Linked DNA regions of Mus musculus: region 2 is linked to region 1. Evidence: chromatin contacts called from public HiChIP or PLAC-seq data. All regions are on one chromosome and are shown on one strand. The core of a region is the stretch at or near the end of the contact, and the rest is flanking DNA. Distances in the headings are between cores, read along the strand shown.

Region 1 (5,765 bases), core at 854-3,353:
AGAGGAGGCCAGGCTCTTGCCATCCAGGAGAGAGTCCAAGCTACACCTGGACAGGCAGGCCTACCTCTCCTTACCAAACTGCCTGGCAAGCCTGCAGAATCACAGTGGCCGGGAATCCAATATTCTTAATAATCCAGAAGTCTCTGTCTGCATTCCAGCCCCCTATTTTGCCACCCCGAGTTGACGACCACGAAACAAGCCTTCCAAGACCCCATCTTATCTCAAGAGCTTGTCTCAGGTTTCTTTACGGGGGACGGGGGAGTTGGCTAGCGAGATACTCTCCCCACTTTGACCCGAATTAGTGTCCTGCTGGCAGCCTAGTTGCTTCCCCAGGGACCCAAGGGGTTAAACCCAGGCGAGGGGACTCGGTAGGATTTGCCTCCTAAACGCATTTTCCAGTTCATTCCCCAGCACAATATGCCTGGGCCGTCCTAGCCTCCGCCCGCCCCCACCCCATCCGTCAGAATAGGCCAATATGGGCCACCCCAGGGTCGGGCGCGGAGTTAACCCCTCTTCTGCCGGCAGCTCACACCTCGAGGAAAGACACGCGGGACACCCTCGGGGCCTCCCGGGAAAGTGGGTCATGCGGCCACCTGGCTGGCATGAAGCCCGTGGAGCTTCCTCCTGGGAGAGCCCTCCGCTTTAGAAGTGGAGTTCCGAGACGGAGCCCAGCCCCGCGCAAGGCCCGGAGTTTGCGATCCCTAGGCGGCCCGACCTCACCCTCCAGAAAAGGAACCGCAGGTGAGTAAGAAGCTGCCTGTGCCGCAGGAGCAGGTTCCGATCGCCCGCTGTGGGGCGATGTGGGGCAGGAGGGGGCCCCCATGAGCCCGAAACCATCTGACAAGAGGCCGCCAAAAGAAATGAAGTCGCCCCCAACCCCCGCCACTCTCCTAGCCCACAGCCCACCAGCTAGGAGACTGACGCCCTCCCCCTGGGGCTGTTGTCTCATACCCCAAGCCCGTGATTACGGTGATTATTTTGCATTTATGTAACACGCAGTGTTTCCAAACTGCTTCTCGAGCTGAGAACTGGTTATTAAATAAATAGAACCCTATTACATATTATTATTTTTGTGAAGAACTGAGCGGAGAAAGTGCTTTCTTGCTACATAGAGACGTGCATCCGATTGCTACCCTGCAGGGCAGGCTGTTGGGCTTCTCAACCCCTTTCTCCACGGTGCCACCTCCTGCCCCCCCTTATCCAAGCGTGACCCAACTTTTCTGGCTCCGTTCGCTCCCTACAACCCGTAGCCTTGCCCATCATCCAGCTCCAAGTCCCGGGGAGGTTCTGGTTGGGTGGGGGGCTATGGAGGGAGGCAGAGGCAATCGCCTTACCTGGGAGGAAGAAGGCGGTCAAGCCGAGAGCGAGTCCCCACCAGCGTCCAGCGGCGCCCGCAAGCCCCATCCGAGCCATCGGGGGGTGGGGGTCCGGCGAAAGGGGCTGCCAGGAGGGCGCTCCTCGCGCTCCAGAAACCAGTCTGGAAGACGAGGGCGGATCGCTGGCGGTTGGCGGGCGCTCGGAGGATCCAGGTCAGCCGCAGCCGTCGGTCGGGGCGGGGTGGGCTGGGTGGGATCCGCGCGGCCGCAATCCGGTCCCCGGCTGCCGCCGGCTCAGAGCCTCGGCAGATGCCCGCAGTAAGTTGCACGAGTCATGCCCCCTTCGCCTCCTCCGCTCTTCTCCTCGCCCCGGTCCCCGCCCTCTTCTTCCACGCAAAGCCCGGCTGGGGAGAGGGACCCACCCCCGGCGCGCCCGGCTACCGGGCTAGCGCGGCGCAGGCTCCCGGCCCTGGGCGCGCTCACACCCTCCCGCTCGGCTCCAACTTGCAGGCGTCCATGGCCGGCTGTTCTCCGAGGGTGGCCGGGCGGTGCGGAGGGCTCGGGGCCCAGGCGGTGGTGTGCGGCTAGGGCGGCCAGCTGCCCGCGGGGCTCGGGGCTGCACGGTCTCGGAGGACCGAGGGGAGCGAGCCGGGTGCGCCACGGGTCCCCACCGCGGCCGCTGCGCTCGGTGCGGGCGATCCGCAACAATGTGGAGCTGCCCCGGTGCCGAGGCGAGCCGCGCTCTCTCCTCTCCCTCTCTTTCTCTCACTCGCCGATCCAGCCTCTCACCCGCTCTCCCGTGATGTCAGCCCGGGGGGAGGGGTTAGCATTAACCCCCTCCTGGCTCCCACGCGCCCGGCCCAGCCCTGGCCCGGCCTCCGCCCGCGCGGCCGCACCTCCCAGTCCTAAGCAGCTGTGGCTGCGAGCGTGGCCGTGGGGTTCGGCTCAGGGCCCCAAGCTAGCAAGATGCCCCTTGGGTCGCCGTTCGGTCGTGGAAAGGGCCGGAGGGCGGGCTGCCCTCCTCGGTCGCTGACAAAGGGAGGCAGTGACCCCTAGCGGCCGGCAAGGGGGAGAAGCTGCTCGGTAGGGGTGGAGTTAAGATGAGGAGGGGGGCTGCCGTAGGGATCCGTGTGAACGCTGGATCTGGCATTGTCCGAGCTCCGAGGGCTTTTCTGACTCTCTGGTCCGACCCTGGGACCATTTCGCAGATGAGGAAACAAAGGCCCAGAGGAGGGCATGGAGAGTGGCAGAAAGAAGCAGAGCACAGGCTAGAACTGTTGCCAAAGCTTCTGCTCCCCAAGATCTGGACACCAGACGGAAACAGCTTTGCGGAGGACCAACCGCGAAAGCTGTGAAGAGTTGAGGCAAGACAAGACATTAGTGGGTGAGAGATCAGGGCACTCAGGTTTCTAGTGGGTCTTCTTTAATCCTTATTGCCTTCAGGGGGTCCTTGTCCCGAAATCGAAGCATTCTGCTTTCCCCAAAGAGCGACAAACCAAGTGGGCTCCCATTGCCTTCACCTCGTTTCTGAGTGGTTTGCGGGATTCCCGCGAAAGTGGCCCATCCAGTCGGTGTCCCAGAACGGCCAGGACTCTCCGCCCCATCCTGTTCGCCACCCACCACATCCGGGTGGCTTCTTGCCAAGGTGACTGAGCCCGAGGGGCCCTTAGCAGCCTGAAGCCTGGACCTTCTGTCCCCATCCTTGGACTAGGAGAGGCAGACAGACAGGGTTTCCCAGTCAAGAGAACAGAACTCCCTCGTTCGGGGCTGAGCAGACCACACCCACTTTGCCCTTTGCCCTTAGCCCAGCCCCAAGGGCACAGAGGCTTGGGGTAGCGCCAAATTCTGATAAAATGTAAATTTTCCTTTCGGAGAATGGGAGGGGCAGGACAATGGAAGAGAGGGACAGTTTCCCACTCTTGGGCCCACGGGCTCAGCCTGCTAAAGAAGTCACTCCACTCAAAAGGAATGCTCTCTGTATCCTTTTATGCTTCACCCGTGTAACTCAGGACAAACTGTCTACCACACTACCGCCTGACTTGGGAATGCATTGTGTGGTCTCATAGTTGGTCCTTGCCCCACAGGAGCGGGGTCTAGTGGGGATGGGGGGGGGGGGGAGACACAGAAACAGAAGTTCTATAGAATCACTCACCGCAGCACGGCATTGTGGGGGTTTTCAGATTCAGGACATCTACGTTAGCCTGGGCTGGGAGGGACCTGAAAGGCTTCTGTGGTAAGGGGCGCAACAGGGGCTGACTGGAGGTGTCTGTCAGGCACAGACCATCCTTCAAGATACTGGATTTAAAGTAGAGGTCAGCACAGGGAAAACTGTGAAAGAGAGCAACAGCTGGGTATTAGGAAACGGCCTAATAAATAATTGGTTCTAACCCTGCCTGAGCTTGCGGTAAGGTCAAGCCTGAAATCAGACTCATGCCAGGTAGCCACGGGAGGGTCTTAATCCAGAGGATGCCCTGTCAAATTAAGCAGGTTGGTGGCCAGGCTGGCAGCCAGGAATCTCCCATCTGGCTTGCAAGTGCTTTTAAACTTGCCCAAGCCAAAAGGAATTTGTTTTTTGCTTGTGGCTAACACGTCATAGGAGCTGAACACTTGTGCACTAACTCCAGACACACCAAGTTCTGTCAGTGCTGTGGTCTCTTACCTTCTCCACACTTGCTGAGTGTTCATTCCTGGATCTGTTAGTACAAGGGCATCCAAAGCCCTTTGAGGCAGAGGCAGGAAGATCTCTGAGTTCGAAGCCAAGGGTCTATAAAGTGAGTTCCAGGAGAGCCAGAGCTACACAGAAAGGCCATGGGGCGGGGGTTGGGGGGTGGGGAACCACAGCCTGTGTCTCCTGATGCCTGGTCTTATTTTCCTTCCTATCAGCAAAGGAAATCTTTCTAACTGACAACTCTCTGTGGTCCCAGTCTTTCAGCTAGGGGCCCCAGTGCCATGTCTGCTTCTTCTAGCTTAGCTGTCTTGTTCCAGCTTGAAAGCAAACCACATGGCTCTGCTGGGCAGTGGCGCACACCTTTAGTCCCAGCACTCAGGAGGCAGATGGTCTGCAGAGTGAGTTCCAAGACAGCCTGGGCTACACAGAGAAGCCCTGTCTCAAAAAGAACAACCAACCAACAAACCAAACCAAACCCAAACCAACCAACCAACCAAGAAAAGAAAAGAAAACGACAAAAAGAACTTGATGGCTCTGCTGTTTCTGTGCCCTGTGTGTGATAGCACTATCTCAATTCCTGCATGATGGCACTATCATCTCACTTCTGCTTTTGTCCACCTCGACCCTGTACTCATAATTTCCATGTGGTCCTCACACTGAGGACAAAGAGGAAAATATATTGACCAAGTACATGGGACTTTGATGCTTGAATTCCTTGATTCAACTCTCTCTCTTTCCCTCCTCTTCCTCCTCCTCTTCTTCCTCCTCTTCTTCCTCCTCATCCTCCTCCCTTCCTCCTCCTCCTACCTCTTCCCTTCCCCTCCCCTCTTCTCCTCTCTCAACGGGGTCTCTCTTTCTCAACAGGGTTTCTTTAGGTAGCCCTGAAGCCCTGACTCTCCTGGAACTCACTATGTAGACCAAGCTGTCCTTGAACTCACAGTATAAAGGTCTGGGCCACTACACCTGGCTTAAGAGGCGGGCGGTTGGGTTTTTCTGTTTGTTTGTTTGTTTTTTGTTTTTTCTTTTGCTCTCCAATCCAAAAGATTCCATTCTTGTTTGTTAGTTTGTTTTGTGTTTGAGATAAAGTCTCTTTACGTAGTCCTCACTGTCCTTGAACTTGCTATGTATACCAGAAGGCCTTAAACTCACAGAAATACACCAGCCTCTGCTTCCTGAGTACTGTGAGTACTGGCCTGGCCCACCACACTGTGGTTTTGTTTTTTGAGACAGGATCTCCTTGTGACCTTGGCTAGCCTTGAACTTGCTATGTAAATGAAGTTGATATTTTACTCTCTTGTCTCCGTCTCGCTAGGGCTAGGCTTATAGCTGTGTCTCACCATGGCCAGCTCTGGATTCAAGTGCTTTTATTATTTTATTATTTTTAACTGTGTGTATGTGCATGGAAGTACAGTGTCCAAAGTGTCCGGAGACATCCGAGCTCTTAGAGATGTTACAAGTGGATGCTGGGAACTGAACTCAGGTCTTCTGGGAAAACAATATTCGCTCTCTTAATGCTGAACCACCTCTTCAGCCCTGGATCCAAATTCTTAAATGCCAGCTCTTTTCAGTAATCGTCTTCCAGCAATAGCATTCAGTCACTATGGGTCTTTAGACAAGCTCAGTCTATACACTTGCATATGCTGGTCCCATTTGCCCATAATTTTCTCTTTCCCTTGCCTTTGGTTCCAATCTAATTCATCCTTCAGGGCTGCAATAAACCATCAGCCTAACTTTAATTCTGTGTCCTTGGCTCCTTTACCTGTAAAATAGGAGTAGACCAC
Region 2 (5,765 bases), core at 2,250-4,749, 270 kb after region 1:
ATAAATAAATCTTAAAAAAAAAAAAAAAGAATCTTTACACACCCAGCCATCTCCCTGCCCTTCTGACTGCAGGTTATTCTTAACTTCTTTATGTGTATGGGTATCTTGTCTGTGTGTGTGTATGTGCATCATGTGTGTGCCTGGTACCCATGGAGAAAATGACACTGGATCCTCAGGAACTGGGCATACAGATGATTGCGGCCAACACGTGGGTTCTAGGAAATAAACCCTGCTCCTCTTTTGAGCAGCAAATGCTCTTAACCTCTGAGACATTCTCCAGTCCCCATAGCTGTAATTTTTAAACAACACCATACTCATTTTAATTGCAACAGCCATTTTCTCTAGAAACTTCCACTAATGTGTATGCTATGAGGGAAGATGGCTGAAGGCTGGATGGGGTCCTGTGGCTTTCAACTCATTGGACTATGGATTCAACCAATGGGGCCATATATTTACATACCTGGTCTCATTTCTCCATGGGGGATAATGATATCTACTATATACAGCATGGTATTCTGAAAATCTCTTTTATTATGTGCTTCGTGCATACCACGCTCTGGACAGAGGCTTTTTTGTATCTGGTATATCTCCATTAAGCTTGGAAAGACTGTCAGCTGGCCCAAGGCTATGTGAGTAGAAAATAACAATGCTGGGTTTGAACCCAGGATAAGTCCAAGGACTGCCCAGCACTGGCTGGCCCCAAAGCATCTCACAGACTTATGAGGGAAGTGCTCACAGCCACACACGACAATGGACCTTCTCCAAGCACAGCCCTGTGTGGAAAACACTTCAAGCCATGAGCCCTAGAGCTCTTCTCGACATACTTCCTTCTCAGGAGGATCCCTTCCTCCCCTTCTTCTTCAAGTAGGGTGCGCAGGAAAGCCACACTGCTGTTGCGAGATCCCTTTATTTTAATAAAAGCTAAATGTCTTCGGCACCGTTTCCATCCACAAACCATCAATATTTCAGGACTATTGCTCAGCCCAGGGTGGCAGAGATAGCCCCCTCCGTGCCTGAGCGGCAGCTTCTAGTTAAAAGTTCACCACAGAAAATTTGATGCTTAATAAATTGGAGCCTTCCCTGTTTTAAATCATTTTTAAACCACGATTGCTGCACAAAATATAATTATTACAAACTGGCCATTTGTAACAGAGAAATCTCATTAAAACGATTCCATGCTGGAAAGGCAAGCGGGAGGGGGAGGTGAGGAGGAGGCAGAGGCAGTGTGGAGAGGAGGGGAGACTGGAGGAGTGGGAGGCTGGGGAAGGGTGGGAGAGGGCTAGGGGTGCTTTTAATTACAGATTGATTATTTCTGGTGATTGAGCGTGGAATATAATCAACTCAACATCTCCAGGCTAGAGCAGTAAGAAGTGGGGACAGGCAGAGGGGCGTTGACTGACAGATCTGGATTCTCTTCTATTCCCAGTCAAGAGACTGGTGAGGAAGTAGTTTGGATGAAGTGCAAGTCTGTCTCCCTACTGCCCCACTCAGATGTCTGGCAGGTCCCTGGCCTAGGGAGATGGCTGCTATTGATCAGGGGCTGTAGAACTGCCTAGTCCTGCTTAGTTCTCCAACAGAGGGGTGACACTAAAGCCATTACATTACTAGAAATGTTGAGCTTCTTCATGTGAAGTTGGGGGGGGGTGTTCAAATCCTACCTCTAAGCCTCTTCAGCTGGTGCCTTACTGGGATTGTTTGCCCAAAACACACAAGCCTGGGTTTCCTGATGACTGAAATGTGATAAGTTTTATGCACATGCATGCGTGCGTGCATGCGTGTATGTGTGTGTAGACTATGGGCTCCCCACTAAATGTAAGCTGTATATATGTCATGCGCCCTTGTACAGAGCTAGTTTTGGGAAAATTGCAGGATTAAAATTCCCTGGCAAATAAAGGTGCAGAAAGCAGCTGCAGTAACTCGTGGTGAATCTTCTTCCAGAGAGGATGTTTAAGACAAGGCACATTTTTCTCCTAGGAGAGTGTCAGGTCCTGCGGTAGGGGCAAGGTCCTTCCTCCAGGTGAGAGAGGGAGGCTCTACTGGGTGCCTGGCCACAGCTGCTGAGCATGGGGCTCTGGGTATGCTCATGAAGTAAGCAAAATCTTGGGTTTGTTGGTTTGTCATTTTTCAGCACTGGGGATGGAGCCCAGGATATCACAGGTGCTAGACAAGTGTCGTACTACTGAGCAATCCTCAAATCCCATATTAGAGTTTTCACTCTCTAGCCGATTCCAGAACGTTCCAGCAAGTGCCAGGAATGTCATCCAGGACCATGTCTCATGTGTATGGGAGGCGATGAAGGAAATTTGCCCAAGCTTGGCTGGGCATGGTGGCACATGCCTTTAATCCCCACACTCAAGGGAATGATGCAGGCGCATCTCTGAGTTCAAGGGCAGACTGGTTTATATAATGAGTTCCAGGCCAACCACGGCAACACAATGAGACCCTGCCTCAAATGAAACAAATTCCAAGAACCGAGAACTCCACAGACACGCTTCTTCCCATGTTGTGCCCTCCAGCTTATTCATCTCTGCATCCAGCACACCCAACAGCTCTTCTTTCTTCTCTTTCTCCTCTTGCTCAGCTCTGGGCACTCTTCTGAGGTCCTGGTCCCTGCTAGCCCTGAGGAATGCCTAATGGGAGCAGCTCCTGACTCACAGTGTGGTGCTGGTTAAATACAGATGGCCTTGGTCTTCCTTGAAGGATTCTTGGGAACGAAGGAAATCCATCCAAGGGCATCCTCTACAGCTCCTGGTCCTAACTACAGACCATCAGTCAACCCACATGGGTCCCATGTGTATACACACCTGTCCTCTGGGAGTTTCCTGAAAGCAAAGACACTGCTTCCTTGATTTTTTTTCCTTTTTCTGTCCTACACATAGCAAAAACAGCATTCAGGGAACAAAGATCTCCCCCACCCCACAGACTCTCCTACCAGCCATTGTACCACACACTGAGCAAGGGACCATCCTATCTAACTGTGATAATGTAGGTCACAGTCTCTCTGGGGCTCAGCTTCCTCTCCTATAACTTGGATATAATAGCAAGAGCTGTTCTATTTCTAGAAGACACATTGGCATGACGGGATCCTCAGGATTGACCCTGAGTCATGATGGCTCTGAGTCTTGCCTGAGGGGAAAGGACATCTTCCTTGTTAGTGCTTTTGCCTCTAACTTCTTCAGTCTCTTCTTACAGACAGGAAGAGGGACTCGGATGCTTGCCCAGAGTGAGCCTTCATCCCACACTCGAAGCATCTTGCTGTGATTGGCTAGCCAGCTCAGCCCCCTGCAGGTTAGGCTGGTTCAGGGTGGGTGCTATGGGTGGGTGGACACCAGGAGCCCACGGAGACGACACCTGTGTACATATTCACAGGACTGTGGGTGGATGGCCAGGGCCACCTCCCTTCTTTCCTCCCAAATAGCTGTGCAGCAGTGGGGGGCAGTGGGGACAGGCCAGTCATGTGTTTGGAGGTGGGAGCGCCTGAGGGTTGCCAGGGAAACCATGGCTGCGGGAGCCCCCAGCCATTCGCCTCTTTGCCATGGAGACCGTAAGATGTAGGCAGCAGGGGTAACAGAACAGGTGGCCCCCACCACGGGCTCAGGAGACCACGATGCAGCCTTGGCCTTTTCCTAGGGGAGGGAGCAGCCTTGGGATCAATTTTCCGATTACAAGCCCGTGTTTAAATGTCAATTCTTTCCCTCCTGCTTGTGAGCCTTTCCCTCTACTTCATCAATCCATCCATCCCCCTCCTCCCTTGTTCAAGGCTTACATTTCATGTCGGCACAACACCGGTCTTTGAAGAATGAAATTTGGCAGCAGTTGGGGGGGCGTGGTATGACCTCATAGTGTCTGGCATTTTCGGAAAAGATGTCTTGTAGATCGAAGGAGGGATGGTTAGGGTGAGAGGGCTAGAAACAGGAGCAGGGGCATCTAAACATGCCCCGGGCATGCTGCCCAGTGTGGCGTGTGGGTACTTCTGGTTTGATCCCTGGCTCCTTACCAACCAGACCATCAGTGTGAGCCAACCAGCAGTTTCCTGAAAACTCTTCAGACTTTTTCCATAGTCTACCCCTTCCTTTCCATCCCCTCCCCTGGTATAGGAAGGGAACTGGTTAAACAACGAGCAGCATGGACATGCAGGTGTAGGTCCCATGGTGTCACAGTGCCTGGGACAACATACTGTGGTTAACCTTCTCCATAACTCAAGCTCTGGATACCTAGGGGGTTTGGGGTGGGGGGAGGGAGGAGGAATATCTGTTCAGAATGCCTGCCAGGGCTGCAGCATATGGAATGATCCCTTCCCAGCCTCTCCTCCCTGCTTTTGGCTCTGACCCCACACTTACTTTCCAGGCTCTATGCTGATGGTGATGCAGACAGGTTGGATTCTGTCTCTTTTCATTGAGTTGAAAATAAAAGAGGGATGTTGGGATGAGAAGGAAGGAGTCTACAAGGAGATGGAAGTTGGGTGGCATGCACCTTCAGTGCCAACACTTGAGAGGCAGAGGCAGGTGGATTTCTGTGAGTTCTAAGACAGCTAGGCTACATAGAGAGACCTTGTCTCAAACAAAAACAAACAAACAAAAAACAAACAAAAACACAAAAAACAAAAACAAAAGACCCACAACAACAACAAAACAGTGAGTGAATGAATGAATGAGTGAAAAGTGGAGAATGGAGTTGAGAACAAGAGAAAAAGAGTAACAGAGGGAAGAGAGACCAAAGGTCATGTGTGTGTATGTGTGGGTTTTATTTTTTTTCTCATGTGTAACTCTGGATTTAACTCTATATGTGGTATGTGTGTGTGAAAGCAAAAGGGGTACTATCTAGGAGGAAACCATGGAGGTTGAGGTTAGAGAGGGACGAGAGTAATGGGGGGGTGTGACTGTGAAAAAAGTATATACATGAACGTTTCATAACAAAATATAATATTTTGTACACTGATTAAAAAAAGAGAGGCAAAACCAAGGAGTCCTTGGCTATTCCGCCAGATAAGCAAAGGACTCAGAGCTAGAGCCCCACAGAACCTTAGGTTCAAAGGATCCAGTCTCAGCTGCTGGCCCTGCCACTCACACCCCTCTCTCTCTGACCCGCCCCACACCTGGCTCCTCACTCATCCCACAACCCAGCCTCCTCCTACTCCAGGTTCCAGGTTGTCATCTAGTGCAATCTACCCACTCACTGGGCCATCTGTCCATCTGCTTGGTTGTCTGGCTTGTCTCCTGCCTGTTGGATGTTCAAGCCCTGGGCTGTGACAATCATATCTGATCATTAATAATGCAATAATGGAATAGTGACTGGAGAGACACTTGGCTAATCAGCTAGCACAGGCTCATTAGTGGCACAGAACAATCACAGCGATGTAATAACAGATCCCAGGAAATTTCAATTAAACCTGGAACTTTGTTAGGGTTTCATTTCATTTTCGGCACGGTGCAGGACGGCATAATTGCAATCAGCTCAAGCCACTGCAAATCTCTTCCAAAAGAGCCCCTTCCCCTGGGTTTGCAAAAGAATTAAGCCTAGCTCTTCCTTAGCGCCTGCCCATCTGAATCCCGAGCTGGTTAATGAACTCTCTCTCTCTACCCAAGGACTATTCCACCGGAGTCTCTGGCTTCCTGACCACGAATGGATCGTCCTGGCTTCTGGCTGCATGATAAGTGATGCTGTAAATCTGCACTTTGTAAAAGCTTCAAGTGCGCTGGCCAACTGTACTCACTTCTTTACAGGGATTGTTACATTTAAACCTCAGAAAACTTATTGAGATTCTG

What was found. HiChIP or PLAC-seq counts read pairs in DNA pulled down with a chosen protein or histone mark.
Region 2: a contact with region 1 is called in an H3K4me3 HiChIP or PLAC-seq map of forebrain, with 3 times the contacts expected there. The contact joins the enhancer-like site here to the promoter of Nectin1 in region 1. A contact is called at or near these places in 4 of 39 promoter capture datasets (the 3T3-L1 cell line, hippocampal neurons, liver and 1 more), 1 of 484 Hi-C or Micro-C datasets (the N1E-115 cell line) and 10 of 115 datasets of contacts at active chromatin or transcription factors (craniofacial prominence, differentiating embryonic stem cells, embryonic basal ganglia and 7 more).

What each region holds. Positions count from the first base shown.
Region 1 is chr9:43,740,292-43,746,056 of GRCm38.p6, reverse strand. Nectin1 (nectin cell adhesion molecule 1) reads right to left here and starts at 2,103. Exons shown (of 6, transcript NM_021424.3): 1 at 1,335-2,103. The coding sequence starts at 1,413. Gm46108 (a long non-coding RNA gene) reads left to right here. Exons shown (of 4, transcript XR_003948147.1): 3 at 1-741.
Region 2 is chr9:43,471,880-43,477,644 of GRCm38.p6, reverse strand. No RefSeq gene overlaps it. Among named protein-coding and RNA genes, the nearest start is that of Gm36855, 46 kb to the left of the region's middle. Within about 2 kb of position 3,499, at least 10 of the 459 cell types and tissues checked have an H3K27ac peak or open chromatin away from gene starts, as enhancers often do. A contact at or near this core is called in the N1E-115 cell line and forebrain, where this site is marked.